Linked DNA regions of Rattus norvegicus: region 1 is linked to region 2. Evidence: chromatin contacts called from public Hi-C data. All regions are on one chromosome and are shown on one strand. The core of a region is the stretch at or near the end of the contact, and the rest is flanking DNA. Distances in the headings are between cores, read along the strand shown. Region 1 holds the start of Nkd1 (NKD inhibitor of WNT signaling pathway 1). Region 2 holds the start of Cyld (CYLD lysine 63 deubiquitinase).

Region 1 (2,700 bases), core at 141-2,640, 180 kb after region 2:
TAACCCCTCCCCGTGGAAAAGCTGGCCACAAAAGCAAAGCAGAGGAGCCCCAAACCCCAACACACACACACACACACACACACACACACACACACACACACACACACACGGTACAGCCTCCCCACCCCACTGGACTTGTATCACCTCCTCCGTGGCATTCCCTCCCCAAGCAACCCTCCGTGCCCAGCTGGGCAGGAGACTGGCGCCCACTTGATCGACAAGGGTCCTCCAAAGCAAGGGGCACAAGTAGGGCTAGTAGGGCACACAGTGGCTGAGAAGGGATTTGGGGACTTAAGACAATGTGCAAACGGGATGCTAAAAGTTGGAGATCCTCAGCCGCTCCCCGAGGCTGAAAGGGGTGAAAGGGTATAACAGAGTGGGGGCCATACCCGGGCGCCTCGACCAACAGTGCCTGCCAATCTCAGCTGTCGGGGTCCTGAGACGCTGCCTGGACAGCGCTGCCTCCCGATCCACTCCTCGATGCCTTTCCTTGCCCAAGCAGCGCTTACTGCAAAGCTGTCACCTGAGGCGGGAAGAACGGGAAGACATTGAGTCTGGGCCCCCCAGCTAGCAAAAGTTACCTGAGAGTGAAGGGAAGGAGACAGGCGGCACAGCCGGGTGAGTAAAGACTTGGCAAAAGGATCAAGCGCCGGACAGAGCAGAATCCAAAAGAGGGAAATAGTCAAGAAAGGGGGCTCGGCGAGATCCTAAGTGCAAGGAAGATTCAGAAGGTGAAAGGGAGTAGGCAGTACCCTGACTGAAGGAGTTCAGGGACCAGAAGGAGCGTGGGAGGCAGGGACTGCGGAGGAGAAAGCTGAGGGTCAGCAGAGAAGGTGCCCTGGGAGCAGAGACCAAGTTCTCCTGAGAAGGGGCTGGCTAGAGGAAGGCGCAAGATCTTGGGGATTTTAAGGGAAGACCCCACCGCCAAAGTGGAGGGGGTTAGGGTCAGCAGTGGGAGCACCGGGCTGTGGGGAACGGGTAGGAGGGGCAGAGGGGCCCCAAAGAGCGCTCCCGGGGCGGGGCTGGGGGCTGAGGCAGCCCTGGTAATGAGATCCAGCGGCAAGGCGGTTCGCGCCGCCTCCCTCGCGCCCCCCGGGCCAGTGGCCCGCGCGCCTACCTTCCGGGCTCTCCCTGCGCTTGCACACGGCGGCTGTGGGCACATCGCGCGCGGCGGCGGCGGCGGCGGCGGGAGCCGGAAAGAAAGGAGAGGGAGAGTTAGCACCGGCGGGAGGACGCGGGGCCGCGGCAGGCGCGCGGGCGAGGACACTGACCCGGCTTCGAGTGAAGTTTCCCCATGCTGGGGCGCGGCAGCCGGGCGTCCTAAGCCATGCGTCCGGCCGCCGACCCCGCGCCAGCCTTGCTCGCCTCCTCCTCACAGTCCGCGCGCGGAGCGCAGCCCTAGGCGGCGCCGGGACGCGCTCCTACAGCGGTCGCCGCGGCCGGACTGACGCCCGGGCGCGCCGAGCCCCCTGCCCGCCGCCACGGCCCCGCGCCTCCCCAAGCGCCCATTGGCCGGCAGCGGCCCATCAAAGGCGAGGCGGACGCGGCGGGGCGGGTAGAGGCGGGGCCTGCGGGTAGGGGCTGGCCAAGGGGCGGGCCCACGGAGGGCGTGGTCTGTGGGCGGGGATAGGGGTGGACCCTCGATGGGGAGGGGCTTTGGGTGTGCTGGGCCCTAAACCCCCTGTGTGAACCTCGGGGCGGGAGTGGGGACCGGGTGGAGGCTCTGGCCGCTGGGTGGTGGAGCAGCGCTGCCCTCGCTGGTGACACTGAGACTTCCCTCTTCTCTGCATGTCCTCTGGAGCTGCCAGAGTGGGACTGAATGACTCGAGTTCACAGGTGGGGAAACTGAGGTCACAACTGGCAACCTCAGATGCCCTAGCGCACGCGTCTACTGCTCTCCCATGATGCTGTCCCTTCCCAGACTTACAGAGCCTAGTCTTCTACAAAAAGTGGTCCCTGTTTTCAGCTGCCTGCCCTTTTCTTTGATTCCTCTGGGTTTTGCGTTTGTTTGAGGTTTTTTGTTTTTGTTTTTGTTTTTGTTTTTGTTTTTGTTTTTCCATCCATTTGGGAGTCCCGTAGAAATCAACCGGGCGCCTCGCTAGCTAGGGCGAGTTCGGCCCACTCCTGTTAACGACAAGTGTCCATTAGCCCCGAGCTGCCCCCCCCCCCAGTCCCTCGCAACCTTTCTTCGCCCATGGGCTCCTGAGTGCCCAACTGGGGTCGGGGCGAGCTGCCAAACTGTGAGGCCGGGAGCGGTGAACCGCCGGATCTTTGATCTTTCTTAGTTTCCGTTTTCCCCTTCCCCCCTGCAGTTCTGCAGACCCCAAGGGCCTGTTTGTTTTGTCTGGGGAGGTCTCTGCAAAGGGGAGGGCGACTTAAAGGCTTCCACCACACCTTTGTGGTCCCCAGAACAACATTTCTGCTGGCCCGGCGCTAAGCTTATCCTAGTATCTGGCAGCCTGGGCGTGGGAAAGAACCAGTTCTGCTCTTACAGCTAAACGCTGCTTCGAGCCTCAGTTTTACGATCTGTAGAGTGGAGACTTATTTCTCCCCACTTCTTTTAACCTGCTCCCCTGTGCGACGCTACTGAACAGAAACAGGTGGGCTATATTGGTTGGTCGTTTTAGACTTCAAGTAAGCACTTTGTGGGAAGAGATCTGGGAATCAATCCCAAAGCACTGGTTTAACAAGCCAGTTCGA
Region 2 (2,700 bases), core at 150-2,649:
ACTGCCCTCTTTCTTCAAGTACTAAAGACTTCCTTAAATCACTTAACCACATTTAGGTATCTTCTGTTTAATATGTCATTTTTACATAACAAGTCCCTGGTCTTATCAGCTCATCTCACAAGTTACCAGTCCAAACAAGGCTCTCTTTGAAAGAATACCTTAAATTTTTTCAGCAGAACATTAGAGAATGTTCTGAGTGCTGTCAACATTCAAATTACATGAACTTCACTAAGAATTTCCAGCAAATCATTTTTCCTTCATACTGTTCTAGTGCAAATCCACCCACTACCCAGCGGGGAGCAGCAGGCTAAATTCTTGGGGGCCATTCAACCTACTTGAGGTATGAGGGGGTGTGCAGGAGATGGATGCTAGAATGCACGCCCTCTTGATGCCTACATTCTTCTCTGGAGTCAATGATTACAAAAATGAGCAATCTTATTAGGAATCGCTGATTAGCCCCAGCACAGACACACAAAGCAAGGTATGAATGAATGCTCCTCTAAGGAGACAACTTTCCAGGGAAAATTAGAGAGAGGAAGGTGGAGGGGATGGTGGGGGGTTGGGAGATGTCAAGGCTTGGTGGCTAGAGGATGACAAACCCCTAAAACATGCAAATGCCAAGGGGTGGAACAGAAAAAGATGCCAAGGACATGAATAACCTGGCACCTGACCCAAATGAACTCAGTTCAAGACCGTGATCATTCAGGACTTGGCGTCCTCCTACAAGGCTGACCATAATAATAAAAGGAAAGAAAGGTACCTGTCTCAACCGGTCAGTTGCACCTTCCAACTACACAACTGTGCAAAACCATCCTCCCCCCTAGACCAGAGAAACTGAAAGAAAAAGCAAAACACGCCATTAGCGAGGACAGGCTGCTCTTCCGGGAGCGAAGCCATCAACACCCCACAAAACAGCACAGGCGTGAGGTACCATAACCAGAGACTCCCCTGCCTCCTGCAGCCTTTGGAAGCCAGGTAGGATCCGGCCTCAGTTTCCCCATCTGTCAATGACGGCGGGCCAGAGAGAGAGACTGAGTCCTGTGCTGCTCCTACCCAAGCCCTACGGTGCAGGAGTCCCGCGACTCGGGAGCCCTCCGGGAGGCTGGAGGTGGGCAGCCGCGGTTGACGTCAGAAGCTCGTCGGCCCGGGGCAGCTAACGGGCGGGCGCTGAGGCCCGACGGTCGCCTCCGCCGCTCAAGGCGCCCGAGGCAGGGCAGGAACACTAGAGACCTAGCTTCAGCCGCGCGGCCGCGCACACTCACCCGCCTCGGCCGCCGCCCAGCGCCGCAGCCCAGGCTTCAGAACCGGCGTCCCGGGCCGGCCCGGCACCCCACACCCACCACCCCAGTATTTACCTCAGGCGCGCGGGCCCCCGCGCAGCCGAACCTGCTACCTGGGCCCGCCCCCACCTGCCCCGCCTCCGAACCGCCCGCGGGGAGGGAGGAGCGGGGGCGGGGAGGATAGAAGCCACGCTAGCCAATCACATCCAGAGAACCGTCCCTGCGCGCGATCTGATTGGTTATTCCTGTAACAGACCTTCTTCCAATGGCTGCCGGCACGGTGCTAGCAGAAGGGACTTTCCGCTTGGTCAAGCTCGGTGGAGCCAAAGGAAAAGCGAAAGGGCGGAGCAGAGGAGAAATAGTGGGGGCGAGGAGCGATGGCTGATTGGGCAAAAGGCTGCCGGTGCCACGTCACCATTGGCTGGAACCACATCTGGGCGGGGCGCTGTGCTCCCAGCTCCACCCTCCTTGCGCAGGTCTTGGCTCTTGGCTTAGTTGTCAAAACTAAGGTGGGAAGAGATCCAGAGGAGAACTGAGAATAGTTTTCAGGATTCCATGAAAGAGCAAAGCTTAGAATCACACCTAGAGTCAATGTTTTCTTTCTCAGTTTCTCAACATGTAACATGGAGAGCTCCCAACCGTGCTGAGCCTCAATTTCCTCATCTGTAGAATGGAGGTGTTAGTACCACCTGTCTTACCGGATTATTGTGAAATGCTTCATAAGTATCTCCTAACAGTAGGCTTTCTGTTTTTTTTTTTTTTTTTTGGCTCTTTTTTTCGGAGCTGGGGACCGAACCCAGGGCCTTGCGCTTCCTAGGCAAGTGCTCTACCACTGAGCTAAGTCCCCAACCCCCTTTTTTTTTTTTTTTTTTTGTATTTTTTTTTTTTTAACAGTAGGCTTTCTGGACAAACTGAAGCTCTTTCTGCCCTAACATGGGGTCTGGGAAACCTGCTGTTTTTTGAACTTCTGTGGCCACCTCTCTCAGGTTGGAGAGAGTCTCCTAAGGATAAAGAAAGGCTTTCGACCCTCTACCTTACCCAGGACTGCGTCCCTGGCCACCAGCCGGAATTGAGGATATAGTGAAGGATCTTTCAATTAGAAGGAAGGATTCTGACTCCCAAAAGTGCTCAAAATATTTAATGAAACTCTTTTTTTTATAATCAGCCCCAGAGCCTGGCAGCCTGGCAGCACATGCCTCGCTTCACTGGATAGTCCTCTTAATTAATTCCTTCTCTTTTGACATTTTAACTACTAATTATGAGAAAGGTAATTAATACTGAGAAAGTGAGGTGTGTGTGTGTGTGTGTGTGTGTGTGTGTGTGTGTGTGTGTGTTTAATCATGACACAAATTTCCCCAGTGGAGACTGCCGTGTTTCTGAAAATCCAAAGAACGGAAACCAATAAGAACATAGAAGCAGC

The links. Hi-C and Micro-C count contacts between places; a contact is called where the count stands out from the background.
Region 1: a Hi-C map of frontal cortex shows a contact between it and region 2, with 2.6 times the contacts expected there. The contact joins the promoter of Nkd1 here to the promoter of Cyld in region 2. A contact is called at or near these places in 2 of 12 Hi-C or Micro-C datasets (frontal cortex and mammary epithelial cells).

The regions. Positions count from the first base shown.
Region 1 is chr19:34,721,456-34,724,155 of GRCr8, forward strand. It overlaps Nkd1 (NKD inhibitor of WNT signaling pathway 1), which reads right to left and starts at 1,391. Exons shown (of 10, transcript NM_001271381.1): 1 at 1,272-1,391; 2 at 1,118-1,150; 3 at 390-523. The coding sequence starts at 1,296.
Region 2 is chr19:34,545,719-34,548,418 of GRCr8, forward strand. It overlaps Cyld (CYLD lysine 63 deubiquitinase), which reads right to left and starts at 1,400. Exons shown (of 17, transcript NM_001017380.1): 1 at 1,356-1,400.